2 separate regions of the Sus scrofa genome follow, and region 1 is linked to region 2. A link is a contact called in public HiChIP or PLAC-seq data. All regions are on one chromosome and are shown on one strand. Each heading gives the region's core, a stretch centred on a gene start, on an enhancer-like site or on the middle of the called end of the contact. The rest is flanking DNA. Distances are from core to core; before and after follow the strand shown.

Region 1 (4,437 bases), core at 1,649-4,148, 79 kb before region 2:
CTTTCCATACACAACATGCCTTTGAGCCTTTGCTTATGCTAATTCCTTCTGCCTGGAATACCTTCTCTTTCTCTGACAAGTACACTCCTACCCATCCTTTCAGTCCCCAGCTCTCAGGCCCCTTCTCCAGAAAGTTTATCCCCACACAGAAGTCTCTGCTCTCTCTGGGCTCAACAAAGTCCTCATTCATGACTTTAGCTGGAGCAGAGCACACACCTGTTGTCATCTTACGTGGGTCTGTCTCCCTCACATGTTTGGGATCAATGTGAGGGGCAAAGATCAGGTTTGAGTTATTTCTGGATTCCCACCATTGTGGGCAGCCATGCCCAGCCTCAGTTCTAAAACCTAGGTTAGAACCCCCAGTTCTTGGCAGCAAGTTTGAAAAAGTGGCTCCTTCATTCTCATCACAGGAACCTAGAACTCTGGCAAGAGCCGCCTCAGTTCCCACCCACCGTCAGCCAGAAGTGAAAAGCCAAGGCCAGTCTGGGCCAGGCAATGCTACCATAGGGCCTGGGCTGCAAGAAACAGGAAGCAGTGATCAACTGGCCAGAGGAAGCACCGCCCTGGCCTCAGCCCCTCCAGGCCCAGGGGTAAGGGCCTTCCCAACCCCACCTCCCATCTCAGGGACAGCCGCCCCTTCACTCCCACCCTGAGACTCACGTTCCTAGAACATCACGGAAGTCGTAAATGTCTCTAATATCCTCCGCCTGCTTCCAGGTGGGGCTTCCACTGCCCCGGCATGGTCCACTGCCCCCCAACCACAGCCAGGGCTCCTAGGAAGGAGAATGGAAGAAGACTCAGTGGGGCCCCCATCTTTGTAGGAACTTGCTTGGGGGCTCCTGTTCAGTCACTCAGCCCACACTGAATCATTCCTTGATCATTCATTAGACAAAGTCATTCAGCAAACATTCATTCACAGCCATTTGTTCTTTCAACACCTATGCAGCACGCCCTATGCTTAGAGGAAAATCCCTCAGGGTGGCAGCAAAATTCTTTATTCAACAAAGTCACTCATTCATTCATTAATTCAGCTCACCTCCCAGTTTCTCCCTCTCTAAATCCAAACGCTTAGGGGCACACTGATCTCTGGGAGAAGTGCAGAGAAGACCCCAGAGCAGCTTGTAGAAACGCACTGCCCTGGAGGATCCCCTTGTCCCAGAACCAGTGATGTCCCAGCCCCACCCTCAGAATTGCTGGGGTGTCTCCTCTCCCTCCCCCTTCTCCCTGCCAGGCCTCTTGGAAATCAGGTTTCCGGCAGCCTGGGCTTCCAGCAATATCTCTGCCACGTTTTTTAAATAGCTCCTTCCACACTGTTACCACAGCAACAGCAGCCACAGCTGGAGCTCCCCAGGCCTCTTATTACCCCCTCTCCCTTCTGACTCCCCATCTGGATCCCAGCAACCTGAGAAATTGTCCCACCCAACCTGTCCCTTCCTGGCTTCATCTCATCCTGATCCAGCCTATACTTTTCACCACTGAGACCTCACCACCACGGAGACTCTAACCAGTAGTAGAGGGTGAGCTCTCCCCATTTATCAGATGAAGAATGGGGAGACGAAGGTTGGTGATGGATAGGGTTTGGATCCAGAGTTGCTCAATGACCCCTAGCTGGGCCCCAGCAAAGACTGCTGGAGGCAAAGACCTAGGAAGGCACTGCAGCCAGACTAGGACCCATCCAGAGAACACAGCCTCTCAATCCCATCCCAGGTCCACAGAGAGTGAAGCCAAAACAGAGCTCAGTGTACTGTGTGTCCTCAGGGAGGGCCCTTTCCTTCTCTTTTTCCTCCATGGGAAAAAATGAGGGGAAGGTGCCCTGATTAGAGCTCCTAGTGTGGGATTCCACTCTTTGGATGGGACATGTTCCCAAGGGGGCCTGGCCACCAATCCCAAGGGGCAGAAACTTCTAGGAAAGGAGACTTGGTGGTAAGCTGTAGAGGCAGAATTTTAAACCCACCTGGAAGCCTGGCAGATATGAACCTCACAGTTTCACATCAAAAGCCACCCACACCCCTGAACCCAAACACCTGCCTCCAGCACACGCCATCCCCAGTTACTCTGACACTTGATCACACATGTACACCCGGACGTCAGCACACACATCCAAACACACACTCCCCCAGACATCCTCACACCCAAACATCCCTCTCATACCCCAAAACACACATCCATACACACCTTGATGACACCCAGACAGGCAGACACACACACTCACCTGTATACCAGACATCCCAGATTCATTCATACCTTTATCCTAGAAGCTCTTCAACTGCAAATCCTTATACTCCTAACTCCAAACATGGTCAGCACACAACTGTATACGTCCCCAACTCTGACTTACTGCCCTTTTGAGCTGGATACCAGCACACCACAACACCTGGACATATATCTGCAACAAAAGCACTGACTCCCAGACATCCGCACGGATACCCTTATACACCAACATGCTGCAACTTCATATCTGAAGCCCCTTGCCAAAGCTAAGTCACTCTCATATCCCAACACATCCATACCTCCAAATGCCCAGTCCTTCCACATTCAGGCCCAGCTGAAGGCAGACACGCACGCACACACATCCCTTCCCCACCTTCCTCTTTTACCCACTCAGTTTCCCACCGGCACCTGCTGGGCCTGGGGCAGAGGTTGGGGAGTGAGGCCCGGCCCTGCCCATCTAGAGTCCGGCACGCCCGGGCTCCCCTTTCCATCCTTGGGGGAGGGTATCCAGCGGCTGCGCCCAGGGTCGGGCGGCGCGGCTTTGGGCTTGTACCTGCGGCTGCCCCGCCGCGGGGCTGGCTGGGAGGCCGGAGGTGCCTGGTGCTGGGCTCTGGCCGCTGGCCGCTGGCCGCCGTCCGCCGCCCGCCGCTGCTGCGCGCCTGGCCCCGCCGCCGGCTCTCTCGCTGGGGCTTGGTTCGGACTCGGCTGGCTCCCTCCGCCCGCCTGCGGCTCTGATGTCAGTGGAGGAGGAGCCTGCGACGGAGGGACTGGGGACTGGGAGGTGAGGCTCCGCTCCCGGGCTGGGAAAGGGGCGAGAGGTCAGGAGTTAACAGCGGCCGCCCTTCGTGCAGGTCAGATCCTCCGCTGGGTTCTTTTCATCCTTCGTCATCAGGCTGGGTCCCCGTTTCACAGTAGGAACAACTGAGGCACAGAGAGATGAAGCGCTCAAAGTCAGTTGGTCAGAAGCAGAGTCGAATTCGAACACAAGTCTGTCTGATGCCGGAAGCTGGCCATTTTCGCCCTATCTCTAGGAGTTTCTTTCAGACCAGTTCTGGGAGCTCCCTTAGGGTTGGGCGCTGTCCTACTCTCCCTGCCCCTGTCCGCCCCTGGGAATTAGGCCCAGGGAAGAGCTCTAGAGACTGAGAGGAGTGGAGGCCTGGGGCCGTTCGGAAAGGACAAGGCAAGGGTAGGTGATGAAGAGAATTGAGACAGTCTTAGGGTGGGGATCCCATTTGACTTGCGGGAAAACTGAGGTCCCTCTCTGAGGCAGAGCTAAGGCTCTAATTCTCCACACCTGCAGAGCTGATGCTCTAATTCCCTACACCTGCGGGCCAGATCGGGTGTGGTGCCCAGAGGGACTGGGGCGGGGAGGGAAGGGGGAGGGGGGAGAGTTAAATCTGGATCCTCGTGGAAGCGGGCCAAAGAGGACCACGTGACTGGGCTGGCGCCAGCGGCCTTTGGCTCAGGGCCAGGTTGGGAGAGGAAGCCCAAAACCGCTCTGGGGCGGCGGGCAAGGGGCCAAAAGACCTGGTCTGTGTCCTCTTGAGCAAGGCCTTCCTTGGGGAGAAGGGACTGAGGGAGCAACTCCCAGAAAGAAGGGGTGGGGCTGGACTGGAGCCAGCCGGAGGAGGCACGTTTCTGGGGACCCCCCACTCCACCTCATGGCCGCTCCTCAATCTTGAATTCCTGCATTTTACAGCTGCAGATAGGGAGAGGACAATGCTTAGCTCAATCTCATTTTCAATTGGCTTTTCCCTGTCTTAACCTCAGGACTGTGTCCGAAGGTGGTCAGGTTATTGTGCCCATTCTACAATGAGAGAGGAAGAGGTTCCTAGAAAGGCTTTAGAGACTAACTTTTCTGAGTCACACTTTACCTCTCTTAGCCTCAATTTCTTCATTTGGAATATGGAATATTGATGACTGACTCAGAATTTTCCTGAGAATTCTGTGGGATAATGGATGTGACGTGCCTGGAGTACCACCGGGGTTCAAAATATGACAGCTAGACTTACTTTAGGGTAAACTGAGGTTCAGAGAAGGAACCTGTTTTTTCTGGGGTCAGGGGACTAAGGAGCAATTCCCCTCCCTCAGATCTCCTTGCCTTTGGTTGGATTCTTTCACATGTCAGGTAATAGAATCCGAAACTAAACCAGCTTCACCAAAGAGGAACCAATGGCTCATAATAGCTGAGGCAAGATGGATGGAAGAACGCCATGGGTCAGAATC
Region 2 (4,268 bases), core at 1,076-3,575:
GTCCTCCTACCTTCCTATCACCCTCACCACTTACTTCCCAGATGCTCGGACAACCTGGAGCTCCCGTTCCCCGAGCCCCAGGCACTGGCTCAACTCTGGAAGCACTGAGACCAACGTCAGCTCCCCTGGTTTTCCTGGAAAGAAAAAAAAAAAAAAAAAAGGAAAAATCCAAGTTGCTCCCATTGGCAACTTTATCCCCCCATGCCTTCTCTTCACTACTTCCTCCCCTCAGAGACATCAATACCCTTCTCATTACATCTCTTTCCCCCATCCATACCTGTCACTGGCAGACCCTGTGGCTTGTTCAACGTCACCAGAGGTCCTGAAACATATATTATATAAACATCAGCAATAGCAAAAGCAGCTTACAAAGCACTTTCTCAATACATACCATCCTGTGGTCCCGCTACAACTCAGACATGACTTATCCACTACACTCTGAACTGAATTTCTTTCTGTGTCTTGCATGTACTAAGCCTGCTGCCTGCTACCCCAGGGCTTTTGCATTTGCTGTTTCCTCTGTCTGATTTTCACATGGCTGACTCCTTCATTTCATCCTGGCTCAAATGTCTCAATCCCCAATCTAATGTCGGCTCCCTTCCTGTAGTTCCTTATCATTATAATACCTTTTTTTTTCTTTTTTTTTAGGGCCGCAACTGCCGCATATGGAAGTTCACTCTAGGGGTCAAAATGGAGCTGCAGCTGCCAGCCTCAGCCACAGCAATGTGGAATCTAAGCCACAGTCTGCCCGCATCTGTGACCTACACCACAGCTGGTGGCAACGCAGGATCCTTAACCCACTGAGTGAGGCCAGGGATCAAACCAGCATCCTCATGGATACTAGTTGGGTTCTTAACCCAGGCTACAAGTGGTACTCTTTTTTTTTTTTTTTTTTTTTTTTTTGGTCTTTTCTAGGGCCGCTCCTGTGGCATATGGAGGTTCCCAGGCTAGGGGTCTAATCGGAGCTGTAGCCACCGGCCTACGCCACAGCCACAGCAAGGCCAGATCCGAGCCACGTCTGGGACCTACACCACAGCTCACGGCAACACCGGATCCTTAACCCACTGAGCAAGGCCAGGGATGGAACTCGCAACCTCACGGTTCCTAGTCAGAGTCCTTAACCACTGAGCCACGACGGGAACTTCCTGGTACTCTTATAACACCATTTTATTCATAGCACTGTTGACTAGTAAGTACCTGTTAATTTATTTCCTGGTTCATCAACTTCTCCCACTGAAATGTTGGCTCCCTAAGGGCATGAACCATATTTATCTTGTTCAGTACTATATAGCCATGTCTAGAACAGTGCCCAGAACATAGCCTATGTTCAATAAATAGTTGAGAAAATTAATAATAAATTACAGGAGACTGAGACTCAGGGAAATTATTTTCCTAAAGCCACACAACAAGCTGATTACAGAGCCGAGATATGATTTCAAAGCTTGTGTTTTGTCCATCAATAAAAACTTCATTACAGCAATTCCCATTGTGGAGTGCCTACTGTATGCAAGGTTCTCTACTTACACCCCCCACCCCCACCCCATACCCCTGTACCCATGATAGTGAGGCACTGAAGAGATTGTGTGGCTGGTCCTAACTCCAGTGGCTAGTGGGAATCAGAACCAGGATTTGACCCAGAAGCCTTTAGTAGGGAGCCCAGCCAGGTACCCGGAAGGCTAAGGTGAGAATTGCTCCCCTTCTTAATCTGTCTGCAGCCGTCCCTCCCACTCCTCACCTTTCTGGTCCACCACAGCCTCCCTCAGTACATCAACCAGCTCTTCCCGACTGAGATTCTCTGGCTGCAGCAGCCTCCGGAAAGGTTTGTCACCCAAGGAGCCCAACCGTTTGCTAGAACCTCGGGATTGCAGCTGATGCCTAGGAAAAGTAAGGTAAGCAACAGGAGAATCATAACTTCCCGAGGTGCCACCCATTCTTATTTCCAACATCTCTCTCCAAATCCTGCGGCTTCCCACAAATGCTTCCGAAAGCCTGAGTTGGGCATCCTGAAAATTCAGGTTCAACTAGCTGCATTTTACCCCGGGGAGAACTGAGGCTCAGAGAGGTCAATTGACTAACTTAGGGTCACACAGCAGGGCTAACTGCTGATCCCGCACACACCCTCATCTTGCCCCAACCTCCCTCCCGCATGAAACAGGAGGTGCGTAATCACCTGGCCTCGGTGCCAAAGCCTGCGGCCTTGGGCACTGCGCAGATCCCCAGACCCTGCCGACAGCCGCCCCAGACCTGGCCCCAGACACGGTAGCCACCCATCTCCGGTGTGAGGATAGTGCGCATGTGTCCGGAAGGGCTGCCCCGGCTCGCTCACAGCGCTCTGATTGGTCAGACTGATTGTCAATCGGAGTAGCGAGGGTCAGAGCGGCGACAAGAGGGAGCTTTGCCTTTGCTAGCAGAGGAAATGCCGAAATTCCTTTTTGTGCTTTGGGGGAAACGGTGGCACAGAGCAGAGGAGGATTTTACTCGAGGTCAGGGGTCCTGCCTTAGGACAAAGGCAGGACTAAAGGTAAAGGTTTTCTGATTACCCTTGTAATTCTTAAGAGTCGTCTTCTTTTTCCCACACCACAGCCACAGCAACACCAGATCCAAGCCGTGTCTGCAACCTACACCACAGCTCACGGCAATGTGGGATCCTTAACCCACTGAGCACAGCCAGGGATCAAACCTGCTTCCTCAGGATACTAGTCAGATTCATTTCTGCTGAGCCACTGGTGGGAACTCCCTTAGGAGTTTTCTGATTTAAAAAACAAAACCAAACAAAAAACCCAAACAAACAAAAATACCATTGTGCACGATCTTGCAAGGCAAATTGGAAAAAAAAACCCACATTCATTGGTCCAGTAACTTTGTTTTGAAGAACACAGCTAAGTGAATAATCCAAAAGGAAAAAAAGGCCAGAGGCTCAAAGAGGGTCACCACAGCATTATTTATTAAAGCGAAAACAGAACAAATAATCAAAGTGGAAACATAAATTGTCTTATGATTAGAACTGCCAGGGAAATAAATCTTATCATCACCAATTTCAACATTTTTTTTTTTTTTTTTGGTCTTTTTAGGGCTGCATCTGCGGCATATGGAGGATCCCAGACTAGGGGTCCAATAGGCACTGTAGCTGCTGGCCTACACCACAGCTCAGGGCAATGTCTCCTTAACCTACTGAGGGAGGCCAGGGATTGAACCTGCATCCTCATGGCAACTCCCGAATTTCAGCATTTTTTTAATGTTAACTTTGTGCTAGGCCTTGACATCTGTGAACCAGAAAGAGATTTTTAAGACTCAGCCCCACCCACAAGAAGTTCACCTTTAAAATAACAGCATCACAACCCACCTTGCGGAAACCCTGTGGAGATGCTGAGAGAGAGAGAGAGAAGAGTGAGGAGCCCATTGGAATTGAAGAAAGTACGGGAGTTGTGAGTGACGAGCTGTAAAGAAGTAATAGAAGATTCACCAGGAGGGAAAGGTATGGGGAGGAGGAGAGGGAGGGGGCAACCAGAGAAATAAGACATTAAATGCAATAAACCAAAGAGGAATTCCCGAGGTGGCACAACAGGATCCACACCCAGCACAGGGGGTTAAGGATCCTACATTGCCGAGGGTTCGGCTCAAATCTGATCCCTGGCCTCCCGGGAACTCCTTTTGCCACAGAGCAGCCAAAAATGGGGCGTGGGTGGGGGAGGCAAAGAATTGGGTTCCATCCGGTAGTTATAGCAATAGAAAAGTTATTTTCTATTACTTGTTTGCTAAGAGCACTGTAACTTTCAGTTCTTCTTTAGCAATAGTGAAAGACTACAAATCAAAATCCCTCAAGAGAGGAATGGCTAAGTCAGTTGTAGCACATACACATGCAGCCATTAACCGAAGACTGTATAGATCTACATGTGCAAATGTGAATCAATCTCCAGACTATACAAAATCAAAAAAACAAAGTGAAGGACAGTGTGACTAGAATATGTGTATTATGTGCCTGTTATTTATATATATTTATTATATTTACATACTTCTGCATTTCTGAAAGGGTGTACACAAATGAGATGGTGGTTGCTTCTGGAAAGGAATCAGAAGTGAGAACATGTATAATTATTTTTACCCTTTGGAACTTTTTTTTTTTTTAACCTCATTGATATATTATTTTCTTCACACAGATACATACACCCCAGTTTAAAAATCTAAGCCAGATATAAAAGTATGAGGAGTTCCTGCTGTGGTGCAACAGGATCAGCAGTGTCTCTGCAGTGCCAGGACGCAGGTTCGAA

What was found. HiChIP or PLAC-seq counts read pairs in DNA pulled down with a chosen protein or histone mark.
Region 1: an H3K27ac HiChIP or PLAC-seq map of alveolar macrophages shows a contact between it and region 2. The contact joins the promoter of CAMK1 here to the promoter of RPUSD3 in region 2. A contact is called at or near these places in 1 of 47 Hi-C or Micro-C datasets (heart right ventricle) and 2 of 2 datasets of contacts at active chromatin or transcription factors (alveolar macrophages and skeletal muscle).

What each region holds. Positions count from the first base shown.
Region 1 is chr13:66,052,360-66,056,796 of Sscrofa11.1, forward strand. It overlaps CAMK1 (calcium/calmodulin dependent protein kinase I), which reads right to left and starts at 2,899. Exons shown (of 14, transcript NM_001190195.2): 1 at 2,765-2,899; 2 at 735-773; 3 at 727-732; 4 at 661-724. The coding sequence starts at 741.
Region 2 is chr13:66,131,449-66,135,716 of Sscrofa11.1, forward strand. RPUSD3 (RNA pseudouridylate synthase domain-containing protein 3) reads right to left here and starts at 2,326. Exons shown (of 9, transcript XM_013981960.2): 1 at 2,171-2,326; 2 at 1,736-1,875; 3 at 278-322; 4 at 35-134. The coding sequence starts at 2,295. It overlaps LOC106505669 (a long non-coding RNA gene), which reads left to right and starts at 2,362. Exons shown (of 3, transcript XR_002337652.1): 1 at 2,362-2,521; 2 at 3,254-3,475.